Linked DNA regions of Gossypium hirsutum: region 2 is linked to region 1. Evidence: chromatin contacts called from public Hi-C data. All regions are on one chromosome and are shown on one strand. Each heading gives the region's core, a stretch centred on a gene start, on an enhancer-like site or on the middle of the called end of the contact. The rest is flanking DNA. Distances are from core to core; before and after follow the strand shown.

The links. A called contact is a pair of places that touch in the nucleus more often than the background predicts.
Region 2: a contact with region 1 is called in a Hi-C map of hypocotyl, with 2.9 times the contacts expected there. The contact joins the promoter of LOC107948230 here to the promoter of LOC107948474 in region 1. A contact is called at or near these places in 11 of 34 Hi-C or Micro-C datasets (callus, hypocotyl, leaf and 2 more).

What each region holds. Positions count from the first base shown.
Region 1 is chrA04:20,863,321-20,867,067 of Gossypium_hirsutum_v2.1, reverse strand. LOC107948474 (serine/arginine-rich SC35-like splicing factor SCL33) reads right to left here and starts at 1,983. Exons shown (of 6, transcript XM_016883032.2): 1 at 1,644-1,983; 2 at 1,075-1,226; 3 at 692-769; 4 at 1-115. The coding sequence starts at 1,226.
Region 2 is chrA04:21,051,994-21,055,740 of Gossypium_hirsutum_v2.1, reverse strand. LOC107948230 (serine/threonine-protein phosphatase PP2A-4 catalytic subunit) reads left to right here and starts at 2,036. Exons shown (of 11, transcript XM_016882705.2): 1 at 2,036-2,557; 2 at 3,021-3,077; 3 at 3,206-3,289; 4 at 3,710-3,747. The coding sequence starts at 2,465.

The DNA of each region.
Region 1 (3,747 bases), core at 734-3,233:
AGCAAATACAACAGTAAGTTCTCTTCCAAGAAGAACATAGCCATCCATATGATATTTTGCATCAGCAGCATCAGCAGGATCTAGATACTGGACAAATCCAAAACCACGTGGTTGCCTGCATCACAAAAAAGGTAGCTCGCATAAACATAGCATAAATATATAAAGGTACTATATTGCAATTCATCAGCCAAACATGCTCATTGATATTCAAAATCACAACAATGATCTTGACTCCAGAGTATCACAAAAATCATGATAGCAAGTTAATGCTTCATACAATTTAAGTAAATATGATTATGCTGCTGCTAACCTTGTGGGAGCCAAATTTTAATTGAGTTGATATTCTTCAAGACTTGCACTTCTTCACAATGAAATCAAAACCAACTTCCTTCCAAACTTGATGTAAATTAAGGTCATCGTGAACAGTTTTCATTAGTTGAAAGTGTCTTCAACAGAGTACTCTAATACTTCATTGGTGTCTTCAACACAGTACTCTTATTACTTCGTTGGTGTCTTCAACACTTTCAATAAAAAACATCCAAATTCCCATAAACCAATGGACATAATAAAGAAACAACCCCATCACCCAAACACTCATATGAGACAGGATGAAGACACACAAGTTGACACCATCAGACACAAATACACACTGCTTTACCATTTGTCAGTTACCTATAAGGATTATACTTACCCAGTATAATAATCCCGAGGCAGGTAGACATCCTTGAGGCGACCAAATTGCCCAAAAGGTCCACGCAGATCTTCTGGCCTGCAAATGAGACATAATTAGAAATTGGCTCTACAAGAAAAGTTTGATGAGACTAAAAATTTTTACTTGTATCAAGACGATCATGTTTATTTTAAACAAAAGAACAAAGATGTACACTAGGTTTGGATTGGTGAGCAAGGAAAACAAATCACAGCATAAATGTAACACCTTTAGTTCTCCTCAAAAACCTTCGCTCTTACTTATCCCTAGAATTTATTTTAAAACAAAACCATGAGAGCATTAGGATATTGGATTTGAGGAAATTGACAGTCTGACGCCGATAAATACGAGGGGATGGTACAAACCTGCAGTCATGGCGAAGGTTCCGAACCAGAAGACTGGTGGGGAGATCTCTACCACGACCTCCATAGCGACCCCTAGGGCTAGGGCTACGATGTCGCCTCCTTCCATAATCCCTTGGTGGCGAGGGACTGTAACTGTAACTTCTACCCCGCATCTGCAACAAACCTAAGGCATTTAATACTCACAGAATTGCTTTTAACCAAGATTAAACTGGAAAATTTTCGAGCATGGAATTCAAAGTAAAAAGAACAAAAGAGAGAAACCGGGCGATTCCATGCACAGTGCAATAAAAAACAAAAGAAACGATTAAAAGGAGCCTGAAATTACCAAAATCCTGTTTTCTCTTGAACTTAGAATCAATCCCAGTCCCAACCTAACTTTTCTCCCAATAAAATATTTCTATAAAATAGAAATTAAAAATAAAAATATCTGGGAACTACAAGGAACATAAATTACAAAATACATGCAAAAGAAAACAAAGCCTTCACCAAGAGATTTACGAAAAAAATGAAAGAAGATGATACAAAAAAAGAAAAAGAAAAAAAAGACGTAGAATGAATTAAGAACATACAGCTACGAAATCGCAGACGAAGAAAATCCCAACCTTCTTTGATGCTTTTCTCTTTCCTTTGGCGTTTGGTTGTTAATCACGGGGTACTTTAGATTTTCACCGACCTTCTAAATTGGAACTCCAGAAGCTTCCAGTTACTTTCTGAGGCCTCTCTCCCTGCAACACAAACCGCCCACGTGTATTCAAAAAAGAAAATCAACGGTCGGACGCCATTTAAGTTAGTTTGATCGGGTCTATCATGAATCTTTGATTCAACGACAATTTAGCCGAGGCCTAAAGGCCTTTTTTTTCTAAGGCCTGCTTAAATCATGTATATAATATACATACATTTTATAATTAGGTTTAATTTGGTAGAAGAACATGCCTGATATCGAGGATGGCATTTTTTGGAATCCAATCAGATGAAGTTGGTGGGATGTATACTTACTTATTTTTATTTATATGTTTATAATTCCGTATGTTTTATAGATTCTTGATAATTAAGTCCAATTTCATATTTTTATTTTCTTTTGATCATTTCAATATTCGAACTTGATAATTAGATTTAATTTTTTTTTAAACTTTGATTTTGTAAAAGTATGATAATGTAATACTTTAAGATTGTACCATGTTATCACTTAAATTTTTTTTAAAAAAATTATTCTTTTATTTTCAAACTATATATTTTTAAAATTTTTTAAGTTATGATATGACACAATCTCATGATGATAAATCACCATACTTCTACGTAATCCAAATTTAGTTACAAAGTGGACCAAAACGGTGCAAGTACTAATATAAACCTAGTTATCAAGTTTAGAGATCTAAAATTACATTAACTCCTTTTTTTTATAACAGTATAATAGAAGTTCATGGCCAACTAACAAGAACCTAGTTTCAATGACACTCTTAGCCATTCTATTCGAGATTAGATTATCAATGAAGTTGAAAAAGACTTTTTGAAAATTAAGATTGAAAATTATTTTTTGAAAAGATAAAATGTTTATTTTAAATATTATGTTGTAAAAAAAAGTGTTTAAATGATGTTTGAACTTGTTAATATTATAATTCGTGGAATATATATAATCTTAAATTATACTAAAAATATTAAAATTTAATATTAAATAATTAATATCATGGAATATAACAAATCAAATTATAATAAAAAAATTACAATTGATTTCAATGTGAAATATTCTTATTTCCACATTTATTATTATTGTTGTGTTATGGTATGTTATTATTATGTTGATATTAATAAATATTTAATTTCAAATACGGTTCAAACACAATAAAATAATGAATAAAGTACACTAATTATCACTAAACTTTGATTAAATTTATATTTTAGTTACTCAACTTTCAAAATTTACAAAGTTGTAATTAATATTATTAAGAAATGACTTGCGTGTCTTTTGTATTTATTTTATTTCCATCTTTTTTTTCTTTTCCCTTTTTTCCTTCTTCATCCTGTTCTTCCCCAAATGAAACCTTAGTCATCGCCTCTCGTTGGCTGTTGGAACCAAAACTTAACATGTCTGGTTTCTAAACAAATCCTTTTGCTAAGCCTCAATCTTTGTTTCTCATATGGATGAGGGCACTAATTAAAGAGACTAAACCAAAAACCAAATTGAAAATTGTTAATTTCTAAAACAAAATAAAAATTGATTAATTTTCACAATTCATACGAGTCTATAAAAATGTTTAATGCAAATTGGAAACTGTTAATTTTAACAATATTGTTATTAACAATTTATCAATTTTCATAACATGTCGATATAAATAAAAATCTAATTTAAAATTAGCTCGAGTAACACATTTAGGAAATACATTCAGACACACAAGTGTTTATCCAAAAACCAAACATAATGAGGAAGACGTAAGTGTCACAGGCCGCAGTTCAAAGCCCATGACCATTGTACACAATGAATCCCATGAAGGTCTATCATTGACATGGGGATCATTTGGCCCACAAGAGTTGGCCTAATTCAAAGAGTTGTTAGAGAAGCTTGTTAGATTGAAGCCTGGGTGGCCCAATGATGAAGATATGACAACATAGGCTACCTTGATAAACAGGGAAACTAATCTTAAAAGATTGAGTGAAATCATATCGTAACAGCCTGTT
Region 2 (3,747 bases), core at 787-3,286, 190 kb before region 1:
TAGAATGTGAATTGAGTTATATGATAAGATCGAAAAATTGGTTATCCTATTAACTGTTCGAGCAGAGTCGTATATAGTTGGCGTGCCATAAGATAGATTGAGTACAGGTAATTGCGACTATATGTCGATGAGCGCTAGGCACATTTTCCTTCAGACATTCCGATGAGCGTTAGGCAAAACTTTTACGTCGATTATACCGATGAGCGTTAGGAACAATCAATTTACTTCAGGTGTTCCGATGAGTCACTGGGTGCCAAATTGGTGTATTGGTTGGGATCTATGTATCCATTCGAGCCTGAGTCTGAGTCATGTTAATAATGGATATAAATTACTCAATTGGTTTAATGATGCTCAAAATGAACTAATGTTATGAAATTGTACTACAGGTACATATATGAAATATATGATTATTGATAGTATGTGAAAGACTATGTAAATCAGTTAAACAAGCCTGGGGACCAATATGGAAAAATAACGATTGAATTGACTCGATTCAGAAATGAAATGCGATATTAATTGATATGTTAAATTGGATAGAATTGTGAACTTTAATGATATTGGTATGATATAGTCAACTAGTTTAATAATTGAGGTAATATATATAGTTGGTTCATATGACATAATTGGGGTATCTTGTGGCATATACATGTTGTTTTATGGATTGAGGATTAGCATGATTTTCATATGAATTTTTTGATAATGGTATTTTAATTGGATGTATGCAATTGGTATAAACTTGTATTGCTTTGTCTTGAATCATGGAAATACCACTGAGCTTTATCGCTCAGTGTATAATTTGTTTTCCGCATACAAGTGTAGGTACATCCCGAGGTCCCGAAAAGTGATTTTAGCATCCAGCCAGAAATCCCTGACTCATCAATGTTTGTAAAATATCTTTTGTTCGTTATATGTCATATACCTATCCTGAGTCGGTTTGTGTATTATATGATCAAGTCACATTAGGAGTTAGAATGATGAATTAGAAATGGTTAAATGGTTGGATTGTACTGATGAACTAGGCAAATAAATGCTTTGTATGAGAAGATGAAATACTTGTGTTCATACTCAATTGTATATGTCCATTTGGTAATGTTTTGAAGTTCATGATTATCAAATATGAACTTGAATGATTATAAATTACAAATGATCATGTTAATGATGAAACATGTTGGAAATGTATGTTTCAAATGACATTTTGGTTGAAATGAAAATTAGTATTGATGGAAATGAATGATTAGGTGAAACAGGTTGGTGCCATTTTGGCCATTTTTTAAAGTAGACGGTCACGTCGTGATGTAGAGCATTTATTATCACGATGAGATCAAGTCAGTATGTTTCGTCGCGAAGAGGTACCCCGAAGTTGCAACATCAACCTGAAATTTTGAAAATAGTACAATTTGATTCTATTCGATATCGGGTTAACAATAAAGCTTTCAAAAGCTCGTATAAGATTCAAAAATGATTACGTATTGTATTATACATATGTTTTACTTATATTTGAATCTTTAATTATTTTAAATCAAATATCATTTTATCGTAGTTACTCCGGTAACGAATGTGGCACCTTGTAACTTGGACCCGATGATTGGGTCAAGTATCGAGGTGTTACAATCACAAAATATATACAAATACTCAAAGAAAACTCATATAAACATGTTTAAAATGGAAAACACTAAGGGACTTGTGAGGAGAAGCATAAAATTCATTAATGTGCCAAGATACCAAGAGATAAAAAAATATGGCATATTAGAAATTTTGGTAAAGTCCTAGAAATTTTTGAGTAACTTTAGAAATTTCAATAATTTATTAGAAATTTTGGTAACGACTTAGAAGTTTTTGTAAATCCTTAAAAATTTTGGAATTTCCTTGTAAATTTTGGTAACCAAAATTTGAATATATACAAAATTAATTTCCAACCCTAAATAATTTTAATTACAGAGTAAATTTATTATTATATATTATTTTTCATGTCATCTTATTTTAATGCATTAAGAAAATATATTTAAATATGTGATATAAACCAAATTCCATTACCAATCTGGATAAAATAAGAACTTAGATACTAATTTGAAAATTGGAACAAAATTTAGATACTAAAAATATAATATCCCTTTATACTTTTCTTTTCCCGTTAGCATTTGAAGGGAGCTTAAGAAAATCTCATTCTGAGGAGCGCTCCCCGGAACGTGTGGTGAAGTGGCTTTATAACAGTTTAGTAGTGTGACGTGGCTTTATAACACTCACACTGTTCACGCTCCACTCTCTGTGTCAGTTCACGCGCCCTTACATTTCATTTCGTCTTCGTGATAGAAGCAAGAGAGCCAGGAAAAGAGTGAAAAGGAGATAAAAAAAGAAAGTTAAAACAAAAAGAAAAAAGAAAATTCTCAATCCAAAATAGGGTTAGGGTTATCCCTGATCCGGATAACGATTTCCACGCTCGAGTCTTCCAACTGAAAAATTAAACATGGGCGCCAATTCGTCACCAACAGACTTGACCACCGATCTCGATGAGCAGATCTCGCAGCTCATGCAGTGTAAGCCACTTTCGGAGCAGCAGGTACCTTAAATTTTTCTCTATCTGTTTGTTTCCAAGAAAGTGCCAAAATTTACCAGGAATTAATCCAATAATATATTTTTTAAAATTTGTGAATAATCGAGTAGGCTCTGATTTGTGAATAGTGTTTATTGCAATATTTATAGCTAATTCTCTCTTTTTTTTTCTGTTTAAATTTCAATTCAGAGTTATGAACAAAAACTGCAGCTTCTTTTTCTTCTTCTTTAAAGCAGGGAAAGAAAATGATTTATTTTTATTTGATATAGGTAATTTCAACATAACTCGGGGTATTTGCTCGGAATAAGTGTTGTGGGTTTAAATTTTAAACTTGTTGCTCCTGGAGTTTTCTTCGTTTCATCTTATTTGTGTTGTTTTAATTTGGGTCAATGGAAGCTTGTCTTTGTCTGTCTTGTGTTGTGGAATATAACTTTTAATAACTATTTTTTTCTCATAATGTATTGTTTAGGTCAGAGCATTATGTGATAAGGCAAAGGAAATACTGATGAAAGAAAGCAATGTCCAGGTTTATTATCTTAGTCTGGCTTGTGTTTCAGGCATCTATGTCTATATTTGTTTATTTATTGGCGTATTTTGGAGATGTTGAGATTGCTCCTCCGTAAACTGGGAAAGCATTGATTTTTGTTTTAACAGCCTGTGAGAAGCCCGGTGACAATTTGTGGTGACATCCATGGGCAGTTTCATGATCTTGCAGAACTTTTTCGAATTGGAGGGAAGGTACTTGTTCTGACTTTGACTGTTGATTTTTGTATTCAGTTCTGTTTCAGCGGGGAATGTGTAAAATAATTAGTTGAGACCTCAATGTTTTGAAGTTGGAGCTCTCCAGAGGTATCTTGATTGATCATATTTGTAATGCGAATATTTTTAATTTATGCTCTTTTGCATGCATTGACATGTGAACTTTTTGTCTCCACTGTCCAGCACTTTCATGCATAAGTGTTCTGTTTTAATAAAATTTGTCTACTTAATCTTTTACCTGTTTTTGCCATTAGATTGTGCTTTACCAGTGTCATTCATGCATTTGTAGGACGCTTTTCAACTAGTTATATGCTTTTCCCCTGTCTGTTACACAATTTTGCTTCATGATTGGTCTTTCCTTTGAGCGAATCCCTTAATGTGTTTTATCCTACTTGGCAGTGCCCTGATACAAACTATTTGTTTATGGGAGATTATGT